Linked DNA regions of Anas platyrhynchos: region 1 is linked to region 2. The links are chromatin contacts, called in public Hi-C maps. All regions are on one chromosome and are shown on one strand. The core of a region is the stretch at or near the end of the contact, and the rest is flanking DNA. Distances in the headings are between cores, read along the strand shown.

Evidence for each region. Hi-C and Micro-C count contacts between places; a contact is called where the count stands out from the background.
Region 1: a contact with region 2 is called in a Hi-C map of liver, with 1.9 times the contacts expected there. The contact joins the promoter of CYSLTR1 here to the enhancer-like site in region 2. A contact is called at or near these places in 2 of 8 Hi-C or Micro-C datasets (liver and subcutaneous adipose tissue).

Annotation. Positions count from the first base shown.
Region 1 is chr10:23,515,994-23,519,745 of IASCAAS_PekinDuck_T2T, forward strand. It overlaps CYSLTR1 (cysteinyl leukotriene receptor 1), which reads left to right and starts at 1,589. Exons shown (of 2, transcript XM_038184272.2): 1 at 1,589-1,816.
Region 2 is chr10:23,438,866-23,442,627 of IASCAAS_PekinDuck_T2T, forward strand. No RefSeq gene overlaps it. Among named protein-coding and RNA genes, the nearest start is that of LPAR4, 21 kb to the right of the region's middle. Within about 2 kb of position 1,941, at least 7 of the 8 cell types and tissues checked have an H3K27ac peak or open chromatin away from gene starts, as enhancers often do. A contact at or near this core is called in subcutaneous adipose tissue, where this site is marked.

The sequences.
Region 1 (3,752 bases), core at 339-2,838, 77 kb after region 2:
AAGAAATCACCTTATGCCCCGTTAGCAGTGAAACGACAGGGTATAGCTACCCTTGTTCATCCTGATGCCTGCAGTGCTGCCCTCCTTCCCTCGCTGACTTCCATCCCTCTCCCAAAATGCCCTACAACTCTCTTCCCTCCTATCTCCAACCTTCCAGTTCTTGAAAGGAAGGGACAAAAAAAAAGAAAAGGAGATCAAAGATAAAAATTTAAATTTAAATTAAAAAAAAAAAAAAAAAAGGAGAAGAAATAACAAAAACTGAGTAGTAAAAAGCAGAAGGAATGGCAAAAAGAAGTAGCAAGAAAAGCAGAAGGAATGGCAGAGCGGAGTAATACCAAACTGCGCACCACAACCAAAGCAAGCTACAGAAGTGGGTTCGCAGCAGGAGACAGCAGGCAATGGGTCACCTCGCCTTGGAGGCTCTGGGACCTCCGTCCTGGGACGTGCCCAAAAGCAGGTGGGACACAGCCCTGAGCAAGCTGGCCTGATACGGCTGGAGCAGAAAGTTGGACTGGAGACCTCCCTGGATCCCCTCCAACCTGAATTATCTCGTGGTCTCGTGGTTTGGGCTTTCCAGTGCCCGAGGAAGGCTGTGGGGGAGGCAGCTGCGAGGACAGCGTCCTGCTCACCCCCTCGGTGCGGTGTGGATGAGGAGTGCCTTCCTGCGGTGTCCTGGCCTGTCCTGGGCGTGCACAGCCAGAGGTGCCAAGGACCCACAGCAAACATGCAAATCTCTGATTCAACAGCAGGAAATCCTTCTGGGACGTGTCGGGGGGGAAGAGATACAAGCAGAAAAACGGGAAGGAGATGTGGCATCGCAGCTGGGGGAAGTGGGCACAGCTGCAGGGCTGCGTGCTGCAGTGTCCAGGCAGGGATGGGTCTCTAATTCCAGCACCAGGTGGACGAGGGCTTTGCCTTTTCCATCACCCCATATGCAAGCTTCTGATTTTGCTACGTGAAGTAAAACGGTGAAGAATGGGGAATACGAGCACGGTGAATAGCAGCGTGCGGTGATGGAGTGCGGTGGCACTTAAACACCCGAGTACAAAAGCGAAACTTGCCGTTTGCAGCTCGCAGGAGGCAAGGAGCTGGCGGAAAGCTGGGAGCAGTGGTGGCACCGAGCTTCAGCGTGGGACACTGACCCCGTGGGGGCAGTGGGGGCTGCAAGTCCCTGTTCAGCCCCCGCTCACCTTCCTCCCCATCGCTCCCCATCCCAAATGCCACCCGTGCCAGGCTTGCAGCAAGGTTTCCTTCCCATGCCGAGCACGGCTAAATTAGGGTGGGAAGCCCTTTGAGCAGGAAAGGGCAGGAGGCATCCTGGGGACCCCAGTGAGTGGACACAAAGGCAGGGAGGGGTTCCCCTCGGGACACCCCCATGGAGGTGTCAGGGGAACAGGTGGACCTGGAGGGATGCGATTGCTGAGAGCAGGGGGCAGCTTGTATGGGATTGCTTGGTCTTTTTCCGTTTTTTTTTGTTTTTTTTTTTTTTTTCCGCCTGTGGCTTTTGAAGGGAATCCTTAATTCCGGGGAAGCAATTTCCCCGATGCTTCATTTCCCACGAGAGGCTGCAGCTCGCTGCTAAAGCGGTGACATTAATACCAGCGGACCTTGGGGATCGCATGGAAGAAAAGCACCCTCCCGGGTCCCAGCTGGCTCTCGGAGCCCTTCCTGGGCTCTGGGGAGGGGGGAAGGCGGCGGCGGGGAGCGGGGCCGGGCTCCTCCCCGGGGCGGGGGGGGGCCGGGGCCGGGCTCGCCCCGCTTGAAGGGCGGCCGCGGGGCAGCGCAGGGCGGCGGAGCCGAGCGGAGCCGGGCGGCGGTGAGCGGGGCTGGGGGGGGCTCCGGTGGGCGAGGGGCTCCCGGGGGCTGCAGGCACCGGAGCTACACCGAGGGGGGGGGGGCGAGGGTCGGTGGGGTGAGATGGGGGCTGCAGGGGACGGGGGGCTGCTTTGGGAGGTGCCCCCCGTGCGGGGATGGGGTCGGGTTTTTTTTTTTGGGGGGGGGGTCGTTTTTTGGGTTGCAGCAGCCCCTGGGCTGTGTGGAGGGAAATATTGGTTGGGAAATAGCCGCGGGGAGGTGACCTGCTGCTGTGTTAAAGCGGTGAATGGAAATTTGCACAGCGAGATGCAGACCGGAGGCTCAGCTGGGGGTGCTTTTTGGTTTTAGGAGTGCTTCTAGGTGTCCCCTAGCAGCCCACAGCGGTGTTGTAACCCTGGATTTTAAGTCAGGTTATGCAGACGCTCCAAATGGTGTTGGGGAGGGCGACCCGCAGCAGGGCTGCTTGTCCTGCAGCCTGCAGGAGCAGCTCCTGAGAGCCTCAGCTTTAATCCCCGGAGGAAGTAAAAGTTCATAAAGCAGCTCGGCCCCGCTGAAGGAGTGATCGCAAATGTGGCACGGAGATTATATAAGACGGTTCATCGAAGGAGCAGATGGTGGCAGAGATCTCCTGATTATCGCTCAGACGCCAGGGCTGTGCCGGCAGCCCCAGGGGCGGCTGCTGCGAGCCCAAACTTTTGCAGGCATCATCCCCGGTGCTGTCCCGGCAGGCAGGGGGGGACCTGACCCTAAAAATGCCCTGGGGAGACCCAGGTCCCTCACTGCCCGGCCCCCCCCGGTGCTCCTCTGCGTTTCCTAGCAGGGCTCTCCCCCTCCTCTGAGCTTTGTGTGCCACTTGCAGGGATGGGAAACGGCTCGGCTTATCCACTGGGTTGTCCCATTTTCTGCTCATTCTTCAAAATAATCTTAACTGCGTGGAGATGCTGTCAGATGAGAAACCTGTAAAGTGCAAAAAGATCACCCCAGCCTCTTAATCTCAAATATCTTGAATAGTTTTCTGTGTCTGAGAAAGAACTGATATGTGATGCCTCAGTAAGTGCCGAGATTTTATCTATATGGGTTTTCATGAGCTAATTGAGGCTAATGTGTTCCTGCAGTGCACAGCACAGCAGGGTTTTGCTCGGCGGGTCTGCTTCCTAGGCATTAAAGCAGGGCAAGGGCAGTGGCCGTAAGAGCTTGAATACCTGTCCAGATGATCCTGGCAGATGAAAACATGCAATAGGGATTGTGCAGCTTTTTTTTCAGAGAATAAACTACCTGCCACTCCCAAATAATTGGTTAAAATTACACAAATGTTACCACAAACTTAATTTCAGCCCTTGTGTCCCCATAAGTGTCCACAAACAGACCAAGGAGAAAAAAATGTGCTCTCTTGTGCCAGATTTTGCCTCTGCTCCCATCTCTGCAACCTTGCTGGCATTTTTGAGCTTTAACATGTTTTGCATGTTGGAAATAATCAGAGGATTGTTTTAAGTGCATCATCTCCCAAATAGCTGAAACCTGTCTGAAAGCCGGAAGCCTCAAGCACCCCAGAGTGGTTGTGAATTCCCAGTGTATCCCAGGGAGAGGGGGAGAGGCTGAGGGCATCCGTCTGCACTAATGCTGCCTGGCTATTTTCAAGGATGAAAATACGTACCACTGAAAATCGGTTTTGAGCACATAGTGTGGGTTCTCATAAGTGATATTGTCCTGGCTGTTTTCATTGTTTTTCTTCAAGTCATGGTATTTCGGTCGGCAGGTGTCTCGCAGTGCTAATCATTGGGGTTTTAGATGTCTCCGGCCGAAAGTGGGGTTGTGTGTCTGAGACATCAGAAATTGAAAAGGAATGGGAAAATTACGCAGGGGTGAAACACCTCTTGCTCCCTCTCGCTGTACTTTAAGACACCCCAAGTTAAGAACATCTTGTATCACTGTGCCCA
Region 2 (3,762 bases), core at 691-3,190:
TTATTTAAACCATGCTTTACGAAGGGAAGGAAAGGAGACACGCAGAGGAAGGAGGTGTGTTTCACAGTATCACATTTATTCTGAAGTGGCTCTGATGCCAGGAAAATGTGCACATCGCTCATGATTTTTCTCATTTGTTCTTCCCTCCGACTCCCCCCTCAGAAAAACACCAACAGGAATTCCTCGCTTCCTTACTTACTAATTAAATCTCTCTGCCTACAATAAACCAAGAAGGTCTATCAATGAGGCAGTATGTGGTCAAACGCTGGTTGGAACTGCTCAGCAGGAAATTTGGTAGGAAAATACGACTTCAGCAGCTTAGCAGGCTTTATTTTTAGGGCGCGTGAGCTTGTTTAACTTGCAGATGCGAACTGCCAGATTTCTATTGTTGTCAGATGGCTCACGTCCCACCAGGCTGAGTCAAACTGGTGACTCACCGCAAGGAGGAATCGCTTTGGCAATAGGCTGTGATTTTCTTCCCTCCTCCAGTCGAAGATGTGCAATAGATAAAAACTTGTTTTGGGAAGCGAGTTTCCAGCTTGCTTGGGTTTAAAAATCCCTGTTTGTAATCAAAAAGCAATCGGACTGCAAAAGTTGTTTGAGAAGCACCTGATGTGTTAAGGTTTGGTGCTCTTGTGGGTGGACGTGGGCTGCCTCTGCTCATGCTCAGGGCTGGCCAGGTGCAAGCCAAGCCCCGAAGGGAAACAAGGGGGCCATGTTTGCTCGGCACTGATCCTTGGCCAGCAGCCCCTGCCGAGAGCTGGGATTTATTGGGCCAGGAGCACAGTGCTGCACTGAGGCTGGGACGGGGCTTTCAGGTGGGAGCTGGCTGGCATCTGGCCAGCCTGGCAAGTGGATGTAAATCCAAAGGCTCGAGTCCGTACGTTGTTTGGGGAAACTCAAGTTCTAGCTTGAGAGCACAGCCTCTCTTCTCTTCTCTTCTCCCTGAGCCCTGCTCCTCCCAAATCCTTGTCCTCTACAGTACAAACTACTCCACGAAATCACTAAATTAATTGAGATACGTAAACATAGGATTATCCTGGACTTCTTAACGTGCTCACTTCTTGCTTTTCTGCCTTTGAGGCTCTTTAAAACCTTGTGTGCAATCCGATACTGGCTTGGATATGTGGAGAGCAGCTTTCAGGCCATTGCCCATAGGGGTGAAAAACCCTCAGGGCACTTCTGGTTGGTCTTGCTGTGTGCTCCAAAGCAGCAGGGGTTGTGGGTTGGTCAGTCTGTGCGTACCAAGCTGGAAGGCAGCACGCCTGACAGGCTTTAAGCCATGAACAAAGGGCGTTTCTGTGGGCTCACAGCACTTTGCAAAGGTCTCGCCAATTCACTTGGAAGTTACTGATGGGGAACCAGCATTAGAGCATTTTTTGTCCTGTTGTCCCGGTCACCAAGAGGCATTTGGACCTAATGACTTGTCACCTTGCCTAGTGGGCACGTTGTCCAGAGCCCTGGTCCCCTGCACGTGAGCTTCCTCCTCTGGGTTACAGTGCGGAGGGCATTGCTGTTTGGCAGCTCTTCAGGCACCGAGGAGCTGGAATTTTGTTAAAGTTGAATTGCACTTGAGCATGCTCCTTAAAATGGAGACCAAACTCTTCCTCTGATGCACCACTAGGTGTTCTGTAGGCCTTGTAATTGGGGAGAAAAACAGATGGCCTTAGCAAAAGGTGCAATTAAAAATTAGTCGGCCTACTACAGTACGGCATTTTTGCTTATCACAGGCTTATGTTGGTTTAATTTTACTGACTTAGGTACTGAGGGCTCTGTTATGAGTTCATAGTTTGGTGACTAAATGAGGTTTTTTGTTTGTTTTACTTTTAAGGAAATCTGCTTATTGTGAGTTTTACTGTAGCATGTCCTCAAGCCCATCACTGAAGTGTTAGATCACACAGCCTGAGGTTGTGGTGTTGGACAAATCCACGTATGATTTAATCACCCGAAATGGACTATGTCCAGTCCTGCAGTTTTTCTGTCAGTCTGGCCCAAGGCCATGGCAGTCTGTCATACACAAGGACTCTGCAATTGTACTCACAGCCTGACAGTGATTATCCAGCTCTTTTTTTCCTCTTTGGCCTTGTAACTGATCTGTATGCTCTAACTGTCCTGCTGTGTCTAACGGGGATAAGGTGATAGCTGTCCCTCCTCAGCTGCAAGCTTGCTCATAACTTTAAAGCCTGCATTTAATGGTAATACTTCTTTCTTTTCCAAGGACATGCTGCTATCTCAGCAGAATGTACTTTGATACAGGAGCTGGTGTGCAAACCCAGACAGGTTAAGATAACCATGTAAAAGCAGCAGATTATGTCAAGCTCTGGAAGCAAGGAAGGTGACTGCTGGGGGACACATGCAGCAGCTAGGTTATGCAGTGGGAATCATGTTGGGTGATGGCTTCATTTCTGTTGTGAACTGTGAAATAATGTTTCAATCACCCTTGATAATTATGAGCAGTGTTCCAGGTATGTTGCTTTACAGTGACCTCTATGGGTGAGACTGGCTTTGGTCAGGTACTAACCTTATCAGCCAGGTAGTTTAAAGGTAAAGGAAATAAATTAAAAAAAAAAAAAAAAAAAAACTTTATTATATGCCCAGCATTTAACCAGGGAGCATGGCTCTGTGATGCACTGTCCTGAGCTGCAAAGCTGGCTTTAAAACTTGCTGTTATCCTACACCCATTTCCCCCCCACCAATTATGCCAGGACAGCCACTGAGGGGCTGGAGCTGGTAACAGGAACTGTGATAAAAATCCATGTTAAAAATACTGACCCTCAGCCTTTTGAGGGAGAGGGGAGGGGAAATAAGGGTTATATTTAACATCTCTTGTGGTAATCTCCCGGTCAGTTGATGCAGAGCTTGAGGTGGTGGAAGAGCTAGAGAGGTGTGAGAAGGGTGGGGTAGCTCTGAGACTGGCTTCATTTGTCACCACACCACCCGCCCCCAAAAAAGAAAGGATTGAATTGTGAACCCTGGTATCAGAGTATTAATCATCACTGCTTGTATTTGAAGGGGGGAGTTATTTTAGAAAATATACTCTGTGAATTTAGCAAGTGCTGCATGACAGTGAAATGTCTCACGTACCTCCCACATCCTCATTTCTATCTGGGGTCCCTGGCTGCAATGCTGGTTTCTGATGGGGAGATAATGTACGGGAACAAGATGGGTATCAGAACTGTCAAAGGTCAACCACGATGTGGCTGTACCAGCACAGTGACAAACAGCTCTGACCTCCAGCCCCCTTTCTCTTGGGTGGGATGGCTCCATCACACAGGTACGTCCTCTTCCATACACACCAGTGGGAGTGGGATTGGGGAGCCTGTTCATTTATTTTTTTTCCTGCCTACAAATAAATATTCCCATGAGCAATACTGAGAACAGATGCAATTCAAATGCTCAATCTGCAATGGAAAATCTTTAGGTTAGTGGATGAATTCAAAGATGTTTTTTGCCCCTTGATCTGTGGCTTCCGAGCTGTGCACACGCTAAGTGACCGCAGCGAGGAGCTACCCTGCTTAGTGCGGCTCCAGAAATCACCTCCGGACAGATCTTACTGCAAGAAGAACATTTCGCAGGATGTGATTGTTGGACCTGAGGCTGAAGCTTGTCCTTTAATAAATTAGAACTGGTTTTCCTCAAAAATCTGAAAATGAATCATAGTTTCATCAAATTACCCTCCGGTTGGGCTGCAGAGTAAAGTAGTTACGTACGTGGCTTTAGACTGTTTTTAAGTTATTTTGCTTACTTGATATTGTTTCATAT